Regions from separate parts of the Mus musculus genome. Here region 1 is linked to region 2. Evidence: chromatin contacts called from public HiChIP or PLAC-seq data. All regions are on one chromosome and are shown on one strand. Each heading gives the region's core, a stretch centred on a gene start, on an enhancer-like site or on the middle of the called end of the contact. The rest is flanking DNA. Distances are from core to core; before and after follow the strand shown. Region 1 has its middle 24 kb from the start of Gm24240. Region 2 overlaps Gm19689 (predicted gene, 19689).

Evidence for each region. HiChIP or PLAC-seq counts read pairs in DNA pulled down with a chosen protein or histone mark.
Region 1: an H3K27ac HiChIP or PLAC-seq map of the HPC-7 cell line shows a contact between it and region 2, with 7 times the contacts expected there. The contact joins two enhancer-like sites. A contact is called at or near these places in 1 of 15 datasets of contacts at CTCF or cohesin (the NIH/3T3 cell line), 5 of 484 Hi-C or Micro-C datasets (DN3 thymocytes, the Patski cell line, bone marrow-derived macrophages and 2 more) and 10 of 115 datasets of contacts at active chromatin or transcription factors (the HPC-7 cell line, acute myeloid leukemia, bone marrow-derived macrophages and 6 more).

What each region holds. Positions count from the first base shown.
Region 1 is chr17:83,243,496-83,247,811 of GRCm38.p6, forward strand. No RefSeq gene overlaps it. Among named protein-coding and RNA genes, the nearest start is that of Gm24240, 24 kb to the right of the region's middle. Within about 2 kb of position 2,821, at least 10 of the 459 cell types and tissues checked have an H3K27ac peak or open chromatin away from gene starts, as enhancers often do. A contact at or near this core is called in the HPC-7 cell line, where this site is marked.
Region 2 is chr17:83,055,931-83,059,774 of GRCm38.p6, forward strand. All of the region lies in intron 2 of Gm19689 (predicted gene, 19689), which reads right to left. Among named protein-coding and RNA genes, the nearest start is that of Gm19689, 20 kb to the right of the region's middle. Within about 2 kb of position 2,116, at least 19 of the 459 cell types and tissues checked have an H3K27ac peak or open chromatin away from gene starts, as enhancers often do. A contact at or near this core is called in the HPC-7 cell line, where this site is marked.

The sequences.
Region 1 (4,316 bases), core at 1,571-4,070, 190 kb after region 2:
CAAATGCCTCTATTTAAGATTGGCTTATAGGCAAGTTTGTGGAGCATTTTCTTGACTGATGGTTGATAGGAGATGGCACAGCCCACTGTGGGTGGCACCAACCCTAGACAGGTGGTCCTGGGTTGTATGAGAAAGCAGTCTGAGCAAGTCATGGGGAGCAACCCATTATAAGCCATGTTCCACCACGGTTTCTGATTCAACCCCTGCCTCCAGATTTCTGTGCGATTTCTTGCCCTAACTTTCCTCAATGATAAAGTGTGACCTGAGAGTTGTAGACTAAAATAAACCCTTTCCTCTGTAAGTTGCTTTTGGTCATGATGTTTATCACAGCAGCAGAAACGTAACTAGGTCAATCACACAAGATGCTACCCCCTGAAGGAAACTAAGCATCACCCGTAAGCAAGAGGTGTACTTCCCAGAAGCCTTCTGTCTTTATGAGAGGCTGAACTGGGTCTAGTCTAGAGGTTCTTGGAGCTGATTCCTGTCTTGATAGAAGACATTTCCTGTTCCATGGGGAACTACCAGGTGTCTATAGACTAGAAAAAAAGGCATAATTACCCAGGGTACCAAAACTCTCAGTATGCTCCTTTAGAAAACCAAAGAGCTGCTTCCTCCTCCTCCTCCTCCTCCTCTTCCTTCTCCTCCTCCTCCCCCTGTTTCTCCTTCTCCTAGTCCTCTACTTCTTTCCCAAACTCAGACCCATTTGACCGAACTTCCCGAGGTTTTTTGAAGTGCCTCCCCCAGGAACTTGACCCTGAGCTAAGCTCCTCATTCCTCCCAGACATAGCGCACATCCCTCTCTACATCCACCCCTTGAGCTGGCCCTGATATAGGAAGCTCCTCCCTTCAAGGCCACAGGGTCCAGGGAATGAAGATGAAGGAGAGTAGGGAGAGGGGAAGGAGGTTTCTAAGACTTGTGGAAGCTTTTTTTTTTAGCCATTTCTTGCGTGTTTTAAGAGCTGGACTATGAGCCTAAAAGAGCATGCAACATATGAATATTCTTTGTAATCTATCTAGAATATCCTTCAGCAACCACAGCCTAACTCCTCAGAAGCCACCCTTTACTGGCTCCCCTGAGCAGGAGTCAGATTGGCACAGCACAGAGGTCAGCAGGTGCCGTGTCATACCCTCACCACAGCACACAAATCCAGGAAGGCCCTCCACAATGAACAGCACCCATGCTTCCTTCCAGAATGCAGTACAGGGTGTGGCTGCTGTCTCAATATGAATGTTGACAGCTGTTGAGAAAGGCTCAGAGAGCACTTACCAAGGATGTATAAACACTGTGGTGCCTGCAGTTTCATCCCCAGTACTACATAGAGAAGGAAGGAAGGGAGGGAGGGAGAGAGGGAGGGGGGAGAGAGGGAGGGAGGGAGGGAGGGAGAATATGTAGAAGGAAGAGAGGGATGGATAGATGGAAGGAGGGAGGCAAGGAGGGAGGAAGCTAATGTTCAAACTTGCTATGTAACCAAGGATGGCCTTCACTTTTGGTCCTCCTGCCTCCTCTGCCCTCTGTGCTAGAACTACAGGCTTCTGCCCCCATGGGGTTTATACAGTGGTGGAGACTGAATCTGGAGTTTCGTGCATGCTAGCCAAGCACTCTACCCACTAAGCTATATTCCCCACCCCAGAAATTTGTTAACAGTTTAAAGACAGTAGTAGTAGAGCATTAAACTAAGAAGCACAAGACCTTCCTAAGTATGGAACCCCATGCAACTCAATAGACCACCTACCCAAGGAGCATGCCATGGACCCAAATAATCAATATGTTAATTTGTCTCAAAAACTGCCACCATCGATTCCTTAGCCTGCTGTGCCCACATGACATTCCCACATTCAAAGGCAATGCTTCATTCCTTTCCCTTTGTGCTGGAATTGATGTCCTTGTACCTCCAAGGTTAGTCCACAAGAAGGCTTACACGTTGTGCCTGGACATAGTGGCATGCTTGCTCTTAGAACAGTTCTGCCAAGAACCCAGCCAGCCCACTGTGAAAAACCTTGGGCAATAAATACATACATACATACATACATACATACATACATACACACACATACATACATAAACAAATGAACAAATAAATAAATAAAACAAAACCTTGGGAAAGTGAACAGCCCTAGAGGAGCCCCAAATGGACAGCCAGCATCAACTTCCGGTCTTGTGAGTGAGCCACGGTGATCAGCTAGCCCCTTGGGGCCCTCATATCCCTGCACCCCTCTGACATAGGGACTGAAACCAGATAAAAGACACAACAACAACAACAACAACAACAACAACAACAACAACAAAAACCCACCTGACTGAGACTGTCATCTCACAGAAGCATAACGGAAAAGGAGTTTGTCTTGAGTGTAAAGCTCTTGTGAGAGTTTTCTGTGCAACAATAGTTTCCTGGGACATGCTCTGAGAAATGACACTCATTTAGCCTGTAATATGAAGGCCCTGAAATACACACTATGAGACTGCTGGATGCTGGCTGAGCACACAGTAGGAGCTCAAGGAAGCTGATAGTTGGACTGACAGTTCTGATACTCTCGCTCTCGCTCTCACTCTCTCTCTCACTCTTTCTCACTCTCTCTCGCTCTCGCTCTTTCTCACTCTTGCTCTCTCCCTCCCTCTCTCTCTTCTCTCTCCCTCTCCCCCTCCCCCTCCCTCTCCCTCTCTCCCTGTCTCCCTCTCTCCCTGTCCCTCTCTCTGACAGATGCTCTTTGTGATTAAATATTTGCCATCTGGTTTCAACCTGCCGTCTCCTTAGCTAATGAGGATGCGGATACTCCTGTCTCCAGAGATTCACAACCACTTCCTCCCACCCCGTTCCTTCCTTTCCTATCTCAGGAAATGAAAAGCAATTTCCCCCCAGGGCCTGTTTACCCAGGGCAACCCTAACAGGGTTCCAAACCCAGTCTCACAGCCAGTTCCAATATCTGTCTTCACTGCAGTCATAAGACAGATACGGCACCTGCCCACCGAGCCCGTCCTCTGGGCTTGTGCGGTTCGTGTGTTCCTGCAGGATCTTTAAACATCTGATTAAATTTCATGCTTCAAATGAGAAGTTCTGAAGATGAAAGATTACTAGACTTTCATCAGCCCTTCTCTCTACTTGGCAGCTCTTCACAGCCCCCCACCCCCACCCAGAGTCTCTTCTCACCCTCTTCCTCCCCAAAGTCCTTGGACTTCCTGTGAATTCCGTTCCCAGTTACTGGCCACACTCACATCTCCTGTCTACAGCGCACCCCTGACACACATGGTGTGGGAAGAAGCCCTGAAAAGACGAATCCATGGGATTAAGCAACAGGAAGATGGCAAAGGTTGAGAGCACCTAGGACTCCAGATAAGGTTTCATTGATCAAAAAACGGGCTTGAGGGCTTGGGATGCAGCTCAGCTGATAAAATACTTGCCTAATATGCATAAAGCTCTGAGTTCAATTCCAGATACCACATAAAACCAGGCATAGTAGCGGATGCTTGTGATCCTAGCACTTGGGGGAGTAGGAGGATCAGAAAATTCAAGGTTGTCTCCATTACAGAGCAAGGTCAAGGTCAGACTGGGTTATGAGAGATCTCCAAGAAGAAGGAGGAGGGAGGGAAGGAGGAAGAAGAGAAAGAAGAGGAGGAGGAAGAGGGGGAGGAAAAAGAGGAAGAGGAGGACAGGGACGAGAACAAGGAAGAAGAACGAAGCTAGAGAGATGGCTCAAAGGTTAAGAGTACTTTCTGAGCAACTGTGAGGGCTAGAATTTGGATCCAAGCACCCATACAACTAGCTGGACATCCCTTACATGGTTGTTAGAAAAATCCCTAAGTCGGTCACACTCAGCACTTCTCTTGCAAGTCGCATGTGCAGCCACCACCATTGGACAGAGGTCTCAAGGCCAACCTCTCTAATGCCACAGGAAGCCGTTTTGAGATAATGACTGACTTTTTCCCCCCCCAGGGGTTTGCATCTGTCTTCTTGATCGCCATCCCTCCCCTTAGTGAGGCAGCCAGACTGCTGGATGTCCTCTGCCTCCAGGAAGAGATGTGATAGGGAGAAAAAGAAGACACACTTTGATGTCTGTACAAGATTAAAAAGTATTTATGAGAGGCATTTAGCGAAGTGGGGGTGGGGGTGAATAGGGCTCTTCTCCACCCATCCTCTATACCCCTAACAATAAACAACAATAAGTCCTCCGAAATGATACAGGGAGGAGGAGAAAGAAGGGGGGATGGTAGCAGAGAGCTGGTGGGTCCAGGGACAGTCCTGGATGTGAGAGTGAGGCTCACACATTGAGCATGCTGACCATGAGCCTCTGAGAAGGTCACACCTCCATCTCTCAACAGC
Region 2 (3,844 bases), core at 866-3,365:
AGAAGGGCACAGTCCAGAACTCAAACAAAGCCAGGCTTGGGAAAGGACAGAGCAGGATAACTCTTGAAGATCTTTCTAGAACTCCTCCATCAGATGTGTTCTATCTATCTTTTATCCTGATTTAACGCTGCTTAAGCTTTCATTTCAGGATCTAAAATATGGCCACCCTATGTGATCAAGGGTGCTATGGTACGTCACCCTAGCAAAATGGTGTAGCAAATAAAACAGCAAGACACCCAGCAAGGCTTGCTTTTCAGCTAAACAAGGAGCAATCATCCGGATAAAGGTATCCAGTGCAGTACGGCCCAAGGTCACCCTTTTTCTTCTATGAGCTCTGTGCCAAAGCTCCTGGTAGGTAAAACTCCCCCCACCCAGACTCATGTCTGCACCACACGCACTGAACCCCACACTTACAAATGGCTTCAACCTCCTCTCAAGATGGCTGTGACTGTTGTGCCTTTCCTGTTCGTTTTGATAACCCAGCTTAACTTGTCTCAAAACTATATATTAGCTGACACAAATACAACCATACACGGGCTTTTTACAGCCGTTATTATTTATTTCCTTTTGACCTCGACCAAGGGAAAGAACTTTTTTTTTCTGTGACAGGTTTACATGTGTATACACAGCACCTTAATCATTTGCACCCGTTATCCTTTCCTGTTGCTGAGAACCCCATCTTTCCTAGAAGTCCCCACGCAGTCCTTCGGTGCCCCTTCTGAGTACTTAGCAAAGAGCCCTGGTGCTTCTCATTCACACTAGCTGTGCATTCTCACACTCATCTCAAAATCCTTCGTTGACCAGATGAGTTAGGTGATGGACTGACATGTGTACGACAGGCTCCCAGTTCTCAGGTGAGAAATTTAGATTCTGTGTTTCTGTGTTTTGATCATGTTCTATCTATCATCTATCTATCTATCTATCTATCTATCTATCTATCTATCTATCATCTATGTATCATCTATCTATGTATCTATCATCTGTCTATGTATATACGTATGTATGTACATATGTATGTATGTATGTATGTATGTATGTATCTATCTATCTATCTATCTATCTATCTATCATCTGTCTGTGTGTGTATAGCCCAGGACAGCCTTTAATCGCAGTAATCCCTGAGGCTCTGTCTCCTAAATGCTGTGATCGCAGGCCTAAATCAACATGTGTGTCTTAAGAAATTAAGACTTTGAAAGGTAGATAATAAAAGTAGCTATGCACCCAAAGCTGTGGCTCCAAGAATTGGAACAACATCTTCTTTCCTCTAAGTCAATTTTTCTTATACATTTTAATATTTCAGTCTTTGTACACTGTGTGATGTGTGTTGTAACTCCTCACCAAGTCTGGGTAGCACAAAAGTAGCCAAAATAATGAGTGGATGGATGGATGATAGATTTGCATGGATGGATGTGCCAACAAACTATATTTTTAGAGAGAGGGACCCATGGATTATGTTGAGTCAGTAGCTGATGCAGAGGCCATGGAGGGATATTACTTACTGTCTTGCTTCCCCTGGCTTACTCAGCTCGCTCTCTTATAGAACCCGAGACTACTAGCCCAGGGATGACACCACCCACAATGGGCCCTCTACACCTTGATTACCAACTGAGAAAATGCCCCACAGCTGGATCTCATGGAGGCACTTCCCCAACGGAAGCTCTTTTCTCTGTGATAACTCCAGCCTGTGTCAAGTTGACACACAAAACCAGTCAATAGATTCCCATTCATGTAAACATACCCAGCCAAACATATCCTTCTGGCTCCTGGTCACTGTAGGATTCAGGAGCTTCATCTGGTGGGCTTTTCCTTGACAAGATTTCCCCAGGAAAATGTGTGCCTAGAATGGCACCTCTAGTAGCAGTTCCTTTTGAGGTCCATCCCAGCTCTGCTCAGTAAGACGGGGACTAGGTTTAGCAACTTCATCACCATGTAGAGCATTTAAGAATGCCTGTTTCACATGCTCTCCCTGGAGAAGGCAGGAGCTCCTTCTAATCAAACAAGATGGTTTGGTTTACTGCTGCCTCTGGTTATAGATTCCAGGAGAGTGAGGTTTCAGGCTGTGTGCAAACAGTACCTCTCTACACAGAGGCCAGTGGCTCAGATGACTGAAGCTGCAAATCTTCAGGCATTGTGATTGGATTCCTGGAAACCGATTTCACAAGCAGGAAGCTGATGACCAAGGTCTCATGACAGGTTGCTGGGCCTCGAGGAGGGGAGGGGTTTCCCTTAGGCTAGAAAGACAGCCCAGCCGTTAAAGGTTAAGGCTCACAACCAACCCTTCAGGAGGGGTTTCCCAGGAATAGGTGCATGTACAAACCCAAGGGGAAAAAAAAGCAATACTAACTAGAGGCCAAAATGTCTCAATTCCTCATTGAAAAGAAAACTGAAGCCCAGAAACATCACCTTAGTCCAGCATGATGCCATCCAGACAGATATGTAGTGTCTTTACAAATAGCATTCACAAAGACAATGATAAACTTGCTCAATGAAACTGACAGTCATAGCCAGGAAGCTCTTTTTTAAATGTCAATATATTGCCAGGCAGTGGTGCACGCCTTTAGTCCCAGCACTTGGGTGGCAGAGGCAGGCGGATTTCCGAGTTTGAGGCCAGCCTGGTCTACAGAGTGAGTTCCAGGACAGCCAGGGCTACACAGAGAAACCCTGTCTCGAAAAACAAAACAAAACAAACAAACAAGCAAAATGTTAATATATTATTCCTCTCCCAACACAGTCCAAAAGCCATTCTTGAGATCAGCTTTTTCAGAACTACTTAATGTTGGTCTTTTCAAAATTTCCACAGCCTCATGGGCAAAGTTCTCCCATCAAAAGCACTCTTCAACATCTTCCTAATCGGCAGGGGCAGCAAAATGCACAGAATGCAAGCAACTCCTGGGCTTTGAGTGCCCTGTGACTACTATTTAGAAGTTATGTGACACCCCCCGGAAATACTGTCTCTAAATTCCATATCCTTCCCTATAAAATGAGTATGATGGTATTTGTTTCGTAAAAGTTATAATTAAATAACTCAGCCCTGTGTTGAGCGTTCTGGGCATATTTTCAACAACTCAACAACATACACAATTGTTACTGTCCATCTATCCCCCTGTCTTTGGTTCAGGGCCGACGATAAGGTGGTATTCTGCATTCTTCCATGATGTGAAAGAAGACAGCCATTGAATGGGACCAATGGACCCTTAGATATTAGCTAGGGTTTGAACAAAGCAGCCCAGCTCCCTGTGCAGAGCCACGGTCAGCCCCAGATTTCACCATCCTCAGACACAAAGTGCTTCTCAGAGTTGAGTTTTCCTCAGTCTGTCTTAGGCACATGTCACAAACTAGCAGATCAGATGTACAGTAAATTAAAGGATTGGACCACAAAATGTGAAAAGGGCTAGTGTACAATTTACCTTGTGGACAGTCTTCTGTGGTTATAGTTTTTACTAAACTCATGGCCTCTGTAGGAAACTTTGCAAGTTGAAGGTAATGAAAAGCAGGGGTTTCTATAACCAGATGAGATCATCCTTCACAGAATCCTCAGTAGAGAAGACTATAGCACTGTAATGTTCCCCATATCGCTAAAAATTGTAGAAGGAAACACGGGGCTGGAGAGGCTCATCCGATACAGTACCCACTGTTCTTGCAGAGGACCTGAGTTCAGTTTCCAGCCCCTACATCAGAGAGCCTGGAGTGCCACAACCTCCTCAAACTCCAGTTCCAGGGGACCCAACACCTTCTTATGACCTCTGTTGGCACCAAAACACTTATATACTCCCTGTGTATATACCCCCACACAGGCACATATGCATATGCATAATTAAATATTAGTAATCTTTTTAAAATTAAA